2 separate regions of the Sus scrofa genome follow, and region 2 is linked to region 1. The links are chromatin contacts, called in public HiChIP or PLAC-seq maps. All regions are on one chromosome and are shown on one strand. Each heading gives the region's core, a stretch centred on a gene start, on an enhancer-like site or on the middle of the called end of the contact. The rest is flanking DNA. Distances are from core to core; before and after follow the strand shown. Region 1 overlaps ABCC4 (multidrug resistance-associated protein 4). Region 2 has its middle 64 kb from the start of ABCC4.

Region 1 (5,435 bases), core at 1,699-4,198:
TTTATTGAGGAAGGCCTGTATTGCTATGAACTTGCCACTAAGCACTGCTTTGGCAGCATCTCATAGATTTTGAATGGTTGTGTTATAATTATCATTTGTCTTGAGTATTTTTTAATTTCCCTTTTGATTTCCTTGTTGACCCATCGGTTTTTTTAGCAGCATGTTGTTTAGTCTCCATGTAGTCAGTTTTTTTTTCATTTCTTTTCCAGTGGTTGATTTCTAGTTTCATGCCATCGTGATCAGAGAAGACACTTCAAATAATTTTTATACTCTGAAGTATGTTGAGGTTAGTTTTGTGCACCAGTATGTGGGACAGGGATCCAGTGTTGCCATGAGCTGTGGTGTATTTTGCAGATGTGGCTCAGATCCCACAATGCTATGGTGTAGGCTGGCAGCTATAGCTCTGATTCGACCCCTAGCCTGGGAATTCCATATGCCACAGGTGCAAAAAAAAAAGAAAAAAAAAAAAAAAAAAAAAAAAAAAAATAGCAACAAAACAACGAAAGAGAGAGACACACAGAACAGAACAACTATAGAAAACACCCTATCTGGCTGACATGTATGCTCTGATGTGGGAGAGGAGGGAGGGAAGGGTGTTGGGCCTTACACCCTGGGGGGTGACATGGGAGCCCTGAGACTATCTGGGGAAATAGCCCTGAAAAAGGGACAGCAGGTGCAGGGATCCTGGGACAGAACATTCCTTCCTGAAGTCTCAGCTTAGCTGGGGACAGGGGTACTCCTAAATGGTCAAGTGCAACCCTTGAGGCTGTGGGAAGACAGAAGGACACAGGCTCCCCCTGGAGGAATGGGGGTAAAGGCAGGGGCCCCTCCTTCACCTGCCTTCTCTGCCCTGGCACACTGTCCCCTGGCCCTGGGACAGAGGGAGCAGTACCTACAGACAGACAGGTGTGAGAAAGGGCCACCAAAGAGCCAGCAAGGCTGGGACACGAGGAGATGTGAGGATGAGCTGGAAAGGCTGATGCAGGCAGACAACAAGGAAGCCTATTCTCCATGTGGGGCCCTACAGCTGCATGCAGAACATGAGGGGAAGTCTGTGCAGGGGGGGAGCAGGAAGGGGGCACTGAGCAGACAGCACCTGGGAGTCTAATGAGGACACACTAAGAACTGATGACCCAGGAGGCAGGGTCTGAGGATGTGGGGCCACAGCTGGACACAGGTGAGTCGGGCATCCATGCACCTAAGGCCTCTAACCTTCTGTAGGTGAGAGAATCCACTTAATGCTCACAATGGACAGTTGTAACTCTTGCAAACCTTAATAACCTTGGCTATAGCTTCACAACTGAAGATAAGTGTTTATGGCAGGTAGAAGTGTAATCCATTCGCTTTTAATACAAAATACTCCCAATACTAAGCTTTAACATGACTGCCATCTCGCATAGCATATTGTTCCATCCAATTTTCTAACTCGTTGAGAACATTCCCTTGTTGCTGCCGAGTGATTTCCTAAATTGTATTCATGCTCCTTGCCCTGAGTTGCCCAAAGAACGTGGTTCTGATTAACAAACAACAATCTTAACAAGTTTGCTTCTATCAAGTGTTTATTCAAAGCCATTAACCCAACAAGTAGAAATACTTTCTGTGTTTGAGGCAGAAGTTGGGAGAACTTCTGTGATGAGCACAGTGATACTTGGCAATCAGAACATGTCCCTCTCTCCTCCCTGTGACACGGATGCCATGGCCACAAGGAACTGTTCTCAGAGTGGTGGGGAGCTTGTCAGACACACACAAGATGGGGTGACAGACCATTGTGAGTTCAGGGCTGGGCTCTGGGAACAGGGAGGCTGGGCTGCTCCTGATGCCAAGAGGGTGCGGGTGGGGAATCTGTCACTGAACTCATGATGGGCCGCAAGGCACTTTTGTAAGGAAAAATTTGGGTTTTAATGGAGAGAGACCTGGAAAGGGTAGTCGGATCAGAGAGCTGGAAGCCATGCCTCAGGTCAGCTGTCCAACTCTCCTGTGTTCGGAAAGATTCAGTGATACCATCCACTTCTTAACTGAAGTAAAATATATGTAACAAAGTATGTAACGTAAAAAGTAAAAAGTACAATTCAGCGGCAGTAAGTGTATCCACATTGTGTGCAGCCATGACCACCGCCCATCTCCAGGGCTCTGTCATCACCCCAACACGAAGCACATTTCACAGACGCTGGTGGACCCGCCCATGACCCCACTTAGTGGGGGTGGAATCCCAGCCCCCAGTGTCCAGAGCTCAGAGCTCCTCAGTCTCACTCTCACACTGACTCTGAGCAGGTCTCCATACGTTGCTATCCCGGACCTGCTGTAAATCAATCATGTCTGCCCCAAATTCACATGCTGACACCTTAACCCCCCCCAGTGAAATATTGACACCTAAGCCAACATGTGACAGAGCCTCCCTCTAAAGAAGTAATTGTTACCCTGAGTTAGGGTGGGACTAAAGCAGTCTGACTGCATCCTGAGAGGAGCAGACCAGGACTTAAGGACAGAGACACAGGGACACACGTGAACAGAGGAAAGACCAAGTGAGGACACAGCAAGGAGGCACCATCAGAAGCCAGGGAGAGGGGTCTCTGCAGAAACAAACCTGCCCACACCCTGACCTTGGACCTTCCCAGCCTCCAGAACTGTGAGAGGTGAACGTCTGTTATTTATAAGCCGCCCAGCCCATGGTCTCCCGTGAGAGCAGCCTGGACGGAAACAGCCCTGGCAAACTAACACAGGGCCTAACACAAGAATTTCCATACAGCTTTCTCTCTGCCCAACAGCCCGAAACCTCCAGGCAAGGACGTGCCTGCTGTTCTCACGGCCTTGCTTCCTCCTCCCTCCACAGCTTGCTTGGCTTCTACTGTTCCTTCAGCAAAAGAAACTCAACCCTCTTCTCAGAACCACAAACCCTGCCCAGCCTGCAGGCCCACAGGGCCCTTCCCACCACGCCCAGTGCCCAGGGAACTTCCCAGCTTAAACTGAAACCTCCTGCTGCCCATGTGGGCCTCCACTCAGCACTCACTGTCCTGTATGGAAACCCCGACACCTTGAGTCTGCTGACCTCTCCCCAGGCATCTGCCTGAACGAGCTCCGAGGCGACACAGATTCCTGAGAGGCAGGAAGGAGGGCTGAGCGTCTCAGTCTCCCTCATTCTGCCCCGTGTGGCTCCTCCCCGTCTCCTGGCTCACTGCCCTCCTGTGGGAACTAAGCCCTTTTGTGCAACAACATCTGTAAGGGCATCAACTCAGTGCACACAGTAGGGCTGTAATAAGAGCTCAGGAAAGCACGGAAAGGGCTTGTTGACTTTAAAAAGGTGACCAACAGGAGTTGCTGACGTGGTTCAGCGGAAACTACTCTGACTAGTATCCATGAGGATGCAGGTTCGATCCCTCAACTGAATCAGTGGGTTAAGGATCCAGAGTTGCTGTGAGCTGTGGCACAGGCCAGAGGCTGAAGCTCTGATTTGACTCCTAGCCTGGGAATTTCCATATTCTACAGGTATGGCCCTAAAAAGATAAAAAGTTTAAAAATAAATAAATAAAAAAGGAGAACAACAGCAAATTCACCAACCATGGGGTAGATGTGGGTGCTATTTAGCAAAAGCAAGTTCATATGACTTTCAATAAGGCCAGTCTAGGAGTTCCTGCTGTGGCCCACTGTACAATCACTTAAGTTATAATGCATGAAAATCATTATGATTGTAAATATATAGGTGTTTAAGACATAAAATGAATTACTTTGTTCATTTGTGGTTATTCTGGCTAAATAAAAATCATTAAAAACCACTTGAATATGAGTTCCCATCGTGGCGCAGTGGTTAATGAATCCGACTAGGAACCATGAGGTTGCGGGTTCGGTCCCTGCACTTGCTCAGTGGGTTAACGATCCAGCGTTGCCGTGAGCTGTGGTGTAGGTTGCAGACACGGCTTGGATCCCGCGTTGCTGTGGCTCTGGCGTAGGCCGGTGGCTACAGCTCCGATTCAACCCCTAGCCTGGGAAACTCCATATGCCGCGGGAGTGGCCCAAGAAATAGCAACAACAACAACAACCACAAAAGACAAAAAAGACCAAAAAAAAAAAAAAAAAAACCACTTGAATAGACAAGAATTATGAAAACATTTAGCATTGCATAAATTCACGGATAAGCTGTAAATCCATACTATGTGGACATTTCAGAAAATGCTTTACTTTTGAGTATTATTATCTACCTCATTAAATCAGGTGTTTATTCTTTTTTAAAAAATGTTTATTCTTGACGTTGAAACTATATAACTGTATTATTCAGAATTTAGTGTATCAAGAACTTTTGTGTGTGTTCATTAACCACTCCAATTAAATTCAGTGAACATCTAAGAAAAGAAAAAGGAATCCAACTGCAGCAGCTCAGGACCCAACGGAGGTTCAATCCCTGACCAGCGCAGTGGGTCGTTGCTGCAGCTGTGGTGTAGGTAGCAGCTGCAGCGTGGATTCAATCTCTGGCCCACGAACTCTACCATGGGTGTAGACATTAACAAAAGAAAAAGAAAAAAAGCCCATTCTAGATGCCATCAGAGGCATCAGTCAATGTGTGTTACTGCACATTACACACAGAAAAGCATCACAGTTGTTTTATTTCAGGAGTTTGGTGGCCAAGCCAGAGCCACTGACAACAAATTCCAGAAACACAAATGAAAGAGAAGGTTTCAGCCAGAATCCAGGTACTGAGGTTCAAATTCAAGTTAGCCCTACACTGTGGGTCTGAGCATTATTTCTTCTAAGAATCCATGAAGCAATGTTAAAGAATTAAAATCATACTCTGATATGGAATAAATCATTCTTAAATTGTAGGCTTTACTAAGTATTTCCAAACCGAAAGAACACTACGCACAAACGAACAAGGCCTTTCCACAGAAGCCCAATGTGCTGAAAACATCCCTTCTAACTAACTGGCCTTCAACAAATGATGGAGGAGAAGAACTGACAGCCAGGTACCTGGCTCCCGAGTCCCACTCTCCCTACAGCACCTCTCTTATTCCTGGGCTCAGGATCTGTCCACAGGGTCTGGTTTTCAGCTGCAAGGAGCAGGGGCACCTGCCATCTGCTCCTCACTCCCTAAAGCACCGACTCCACTGGCCTCCACACACTGGAAGCCCCTTCTGCACTTTCCATCCTGACCTCCTTCTGCTGCACGATTTCTCTATGATGGGTCTTCTATGGAGGTGGGGGAGGGTGGAAGGAGTCAAGTCTCCTGAAGCACAGAGGCTTTCCTGAGCTCCGTTCCCTGGACCTGCAGGGATCCTGGAAGAAGCAGAAATGACAGGAAACAGGAGCAAACTCACAGCTCAAACAGATGCCTGCTGACTTCTGCATCAACGGCACTGAGCGGGTCGTCCAGGAGGTAGATGTCCGCGTCCTGATACACGGCTCTAGAAAACGTAGAGAGACATCAGGAGAAGGACACATCCTGGGAG
Region 2 (5,435 bases), core at 1,353-3,852, 160 kb after region 1:
GGAGGTTCCCAGTCTAGGGATCGAATCAGAGCTGTAGCTTCTGGCCTATGCCACAGCCACAGCAACGCCAGATCCTTAACCCACTGAGCGAGGCCAGGGATCGAACCTGCGTCCTCATGGATGCTAGTCAGATTCGTTTCCACTCCTGCTCCTGTCTTTTTTGACGGGATCTTCTCTCATTTTCCTTGCGTCTCTGGTCTGTCTCTACAGAAGGAAGCCCTGATGTCTTTTCTGAGCTCTGCACATTGATCTCCAACTGATCGTCTGACTAGGATGTGGCCCAGGCACTTCAAGCTTCTTAGGTCCACGTTTGGGTCCTTGATCTCCCCTCCAAACGCCTGTTCTCTGCCTTTTTCCTCATCTCAGTAAGCGGTGCTGCCACGTGCCCTGGTGTGTATGCTCCGAACACTGTAATGATTCCCACACTGCCTTCTCTCTGCTCCATCTCCCCAGCCCATTGCCAATCCAAAGGCTTCTACCTACAAACCAGATTACTTGACTCTGTCCCTCTGTTGCCACCGCACAGTCTAGACTGCCACCAACTTCTGTCCACAGAACTACAGCAGCTTCTCAAAACAGGCTTGTTTCACTACCAGTGAAAGAGGATTTTGAAAACTCCCCAAAAGATTTGTTTTGGCCAGAATTTGAAGCACCTACAATAATACCATTATTTGGACTTTGTGTGAGTTGGAGGGAGGAAAGATTAACTACAGTTGTGCTTTATTCAAGGATGCCCAGTTAAGCTCCTTTAAAAATATATTTTGGAATTCCCGTTGTGGCTCAGCAGTAATGAATGTGACAGTATTCATGAGAACACAGTTTGATCCCTGGCCTTGCTCAGTGGGTTCAGGATCCTGCCATTGCTGTGAGCTGCGATATGTCACCGATGCAGCTCGGATCTGGCATTGCTGTGGCTGTGGTATAGACTGGCAGCTGCAGCTCGGATTCCACCCCTGGCTTGGGAACTTATGTATGCCGCACCTGCGGCCCTAAAGAGAAATAAGAAATAAAAAATAAAAAATAAAAAAATTGAGGGAGTTCCCGCTGGAGCGAAGCAGAATTAGCATCTCAGGAGCACTGCGATGCAATCCCAAGTGTGTTAAGGATTTGATGTTGCTGCAGCTTCGGTCATGACTGAGCCTGGGATCTGACCCCTGGAGGGGGAATTCTTTATGCCTCAGGGTGGCCAAAAATGAAAAACAAACAAACGTATTTTGAGTGGGCTGACACACAAAGACACAGACTCAGCTGGTGACTAAAGGTGTGGTTTTCACTGAAACAGCTTTGTAAGAGGGAGAATTCTGGGTGTCCTGAATTGGCAGCAAAGGAAGTAGCTCTGGACTTTCCCCAGTGACCTGATACCAGAGAGAAGGTGCAGAATATTGCCTTGGGAAAGTCGCCCAAGTGGCTCCTTCATGGAGGGGGAAAGTAGGCTGGAATTCCGGTGTATCAGTCAGCCTTAGCTGGTGTATGCTGTGGTAGCAAAGAGTGTCCTAATTCTCAGGGCTTATAGCAACCTGGCTCCAGGTGGCCCCAGGCTGCAGAGCAAACGAGAGAACAGAGGGCTTGACACCCACCTGTGCCCTGACCTCCAGGTGAGTCTTGGATAAAACCCAGAGCACCCCTGGAGATCATGGCAAAGTGTGGGAAGGAAGATTTATTTTTCCTCCTTCGTAAATTTCTGTAATTTGAAACCACATTTCTACTTCCTCTACCAGAGACAGACCAGAAAGTCAAGCCTTCTAGTGTGCGCTGCAGAAATTTATGACTGAGTAAATAAGCATCCTGAAAAATAAGCCTTGGTTACCTTTTTATTTTTGAAGAAATGAAACATCTTTCTGAAACCACAGCTTTTGTTCAAAATGAATAACAGAATGTCAGTTATTAGTTTTTTTCTTAGAAATCTCTGTCTTTTGCTCAATTGATATATTGTTAATGGTGCACTAACGTATTTAAAAATTAATTTTAAAATGGGAAAGGGATCTATTAACAATCCATGCTGTGAAGGCAATTGCGTCTTTGCCTTTACACGCATATAGAAAGAAAAGAAAGGGGTAAAAAATCAGTCATGCCACGTATGACTCATGAAATTTCTTAGTTCTTTTCCTTCCTCTTCTTCAAAATAAAGAAATCATTAAATCCATAACCTGAAACCACCGCCCCCCGAACTGTTCCTTATACTTTTTAATAAGATCAGTAGCTGGTTGGTTGGGAGATGGGAGCAAAACCCAGTCTTCACAATTGTGGCTGTGCCGGAGGAACAAGCACCTCATTCCACAATACTTTCTCTGATACATTGCTGACACATGGAGAGGACAGAGGGCAGACAATACTTTTCAGGGGCTTTATGTACCAGCTGTGGATAAATCCACTGAATAGATGAGGCTTTTGTTCCCCTTTCTGCAAAATGAGAAATATTAGCAATAGCTGAAATGAAAGTTCTTTGTGCATCAAAGCCTCGTTACTGTTTTCCCCTTAATGAACATAACACTGTCTTGAATTTCTACCCTGTTCCAGCTTCCGATAAGTGCTGTGTGTTTAGTGAGTGCTGTGCTTGGTGCTGACAGCATCGTTCCTTTTCTTTCCCACGGAGTGACCTACCCTGAGCAGGTCCTCTCACGTTCTCAGCGAGACTCTAAATAGAAGGTGCCCAAGGCCATGGGCTAGGAAGGTGGGAAGCAAGCCATTTGATCCCAAGGTCTACACTCCCTACTTCTACTTTGCACCGCCCCCACGTTCTCAGGTCCTCAGCCTTCACTTCTTGCTGCTCCTCATTCTTCTCAGGGTCAGCACCCCTCCGTGGGACCCAAAGCCGCTAAGCAGCCTGTGCGAGGCAGTAGCCATTGTGTCTTACTTGTGCATGGCGTCATCTCGTGGCCAATCCATGCAACTGTAGGGACCCGTGCTACATTTACTGTATTTGGGGAACATCAGTGCTTTATTTGGGGTGACTGCAGCTCTAGCAGTTTTTTCTTTTCTTTAACAGAATAACATCATAATGCTCAAAGAAAATTCATGTTCCCATTTTAACTGACTCATGGCAGGAACAGGAAGTATATATGCCAACAGAAATGGAAAAGGGGAGGATCACAGGAGCAAAAATGGGCTGGAGTGTTTTACTATTAATGTAGTGCGGATGCCTCTTTTCTTTGCATGATTCAAAGACAGAAGTATAAGCATGCATGGAGTTCCCACCATGGCTCAGTGGTAACAACCCCGACTGGTATTCATGAGGACACAGGTTCGATCCCTGGCCTCGCTCATTGGGTTAAGGATCTGGCCTCGTCCTCAGCTGTGGTGTAGGTCCGGTTCGGATTCCGCCGGCAGCTGTAGCTCTGATTAGATCCCTAGCCTGGGAACTTCATATGCCGCAAGTATGGCCTTAAAAAACTGAAAAAAGAAAAGTAAGAAGAAGAAGTACAAGCATGCATGAAATACTCTGATAGTAGCAATTTTCAGATATATATAGCATGGTGAAAACAGATCTTTCCATATATATTCTCCACTTCACTGTCCAATATAAGAGATTACTCTCAAAGCCCATTACACACTTACTCTTTACTTGTGTGTTTGATAGCTTTTCCCTGACTCCTCTGGGGAGGTTACCACTGATCTCCCTGCCTGGGTTGATTTCAGGACAATATGAAGGTGCTTTGTCTTCCCCAAACCTCTGCTCCATGACCACGAATGCTGGGAATAGAGAACAAAGCCTGCTTCTCAAGTACTATGATGTGCTTTGCTGTATTCTTTGGCAGCAGTCAATTAGGCTTAGATGACGAGAAAAAGTTAGAACTGAATTGTGACGCAGTGGGATAAGATCTGACTGCAGTGACTTGGATAGCTGTGGAGGCTTGGGTTTGAAACCACAGCTTCCCCAGGATTCCTGGCCCTGGGAATTTTCATATTCTGTGGATGTGGCCATTAAAAAAAGAAAGAAAGGAAGGAAGAGAAAAGGAAAAACAGGCAGAACAGATGAAACTCAGAGTTAAGTACAGATAGTAGGTAAGCAAGTAGCTTATGAAGTATAAGCAACCCTAATAGGATATATTAAATGTAGCTAATAAGTCCTCTGCTCATCCGACAGGCAGGCTAAAGATAAAGTAGAATAAAGGGAATATGTAACGGGATAAACAACATTCCTCATAGATAGAAAGACGGAGAGACCAAGTCACCGCACTTGCCCTAAGCTCAGACATGTTTCGGAGGAGGGGTTGCCTGGATTGCTCTGTGCTCACTGGACCCTAGTGGAATCTCTGATCTGTGGAATCTCTGCTCTACTAGCCAGATGGGGTCCCATTTGAAAGTAGAGAAGAGGCTGCTTACAGGATAGGCAGTAGGTTGGGAGAGGAGGGTGCAAACACGGAGCAATTATTGGGTATCAGGTATGTGCCAAGCGCTGTGCTTGCTTTTCACACACATTTGTTAATTACACTCTGGGTTGGGATTTTCTCTCTCTTGTTCATAGCAACCTACCTAAAGTAAGCACTCCCACTCTGTAAATATCTGCTGAATGGATAAATGAATCATCTCGACAACCCTGAGAAGTTTGTATTTGAATCCTCATTTTAAAGCGTTGAAACAGTTTTGAAACCAAAGCTGACCTGTGTTGTTAAAAGCTGGGAGCCTGGTGATTGGTGGTGTAGAAACCAGAGGGTCATGGTGGGGGAACTTGTGGGGTGCTCCTTGTGTCCTGGTTACACGTTTATGCTCATTTTCTAATAGTATGTTATCCTTTAATACGAAGCTAACAATATCCTCCAGAAATTAAACAAACACGGCATTACCTTATGATCCAGCAATTCCACTTCCAGGTATAAGCCCCAAAGAACTGAAAGCAGGACTCCAAGAGATATTTGTACACCCGTGTTCACAGCAGCGTTATTCACAGTGCCCAAACACGAAAGCAACCCCAGGGTCCATTGAGGGATGAATGGATAAAGAAAATGTGCTATATCATACAATACAATCGTTGCTCTGCCTTAAAAAGAAGGAAACTCTGGCACTTGCTACAAGTGGATGAAGCTTGAAGATGCATGCTATGTGAAATAAGCCAGTCACAAAAGGACAACTGTTTATATTTCACTTGTATGAGGGAGTAGAGTAGTCGGATTTGAGACAAAGGAGAAGCATGGTTGCCAGGAAGTGGAGGGCCAGGGGGTTCTTGCTGAATGGGTGTGGAGTTTCAGTCTGGGAAGACGAGAAAATTCTGGAGGGGGGTGGTGGTGACGATTGCGTCACAGCGGGAAAGCACTGAATGCCAATGAAGCATTCATTTAATGATGTTCAAATGAGGGGCTTCCCGTCTGGCTCAGTAGGTTAAGAATCCGACTGGTATCCTTGAGGATGTGGGTTTGGTCTCTGGCCTCACTCCGTGAGTTAAAGGGTCCAGCGTTCCCTTGAGCTGTGGTGTATGTTGTCGTAGACGCTGCTTGGAT

The links. HiChIP or PLAC-seq counts read pairs in DNA pulled down with a chosen protein or histone mark.
Region 2: an H3K27ac HiChIP or PLAC-seq map of alveolar macrophages shows a contact between it and region 1. The contact joins two enhancer-like sites. A contact is called at or near these places in 8 of 47 Hi-C or Micro-C datasets (alveolar macrophages, liver, mesenteric adipose tissue and 4 more) and 1 of 2 datasets of contacts at active chromatin or transcription factors (alveolar macrophages).

What each region holds. Positions count from the first base shown.
Region 1 is chr11:64,215,208-64,220,642 of Sscrofa11.1, forward strand. ABCC4 (multidrug resistance-associated protein 4) reads right to left here. Exons shown (of 31, transcript XM_021065786.1): 13 at 5,304-5,390. Among named protein-coding and RNA genes, the nearest start is that of ABCC4, 92 kb to the right of the region's middle. Within about 2 kb of position 2,949, at least 1 of the 83 cell types and tissues checked has an H3K27ac peak or open chromatin away from gene starts, as enhancers often do. A contact at or near this core is called in alveolar macrophages, where this site is marked.
Region 2 is chr11:64,371,554-64,376,988 of Sscrofa11.1, forward strand. No RefSeq gene overlaps it. Among named protein-coding and RNA genes, the nearest start is that of ABCC4, 64 kb to the left of the region's middle. Within about 2 kb of position 2,603, at least 12 of the 83 cell types and tissues checked have an H3K27ac peak or open chromatin away from gene starts, as enhancers often do. A contact at or near this core is called in alveolar macrophages, where this site is marked.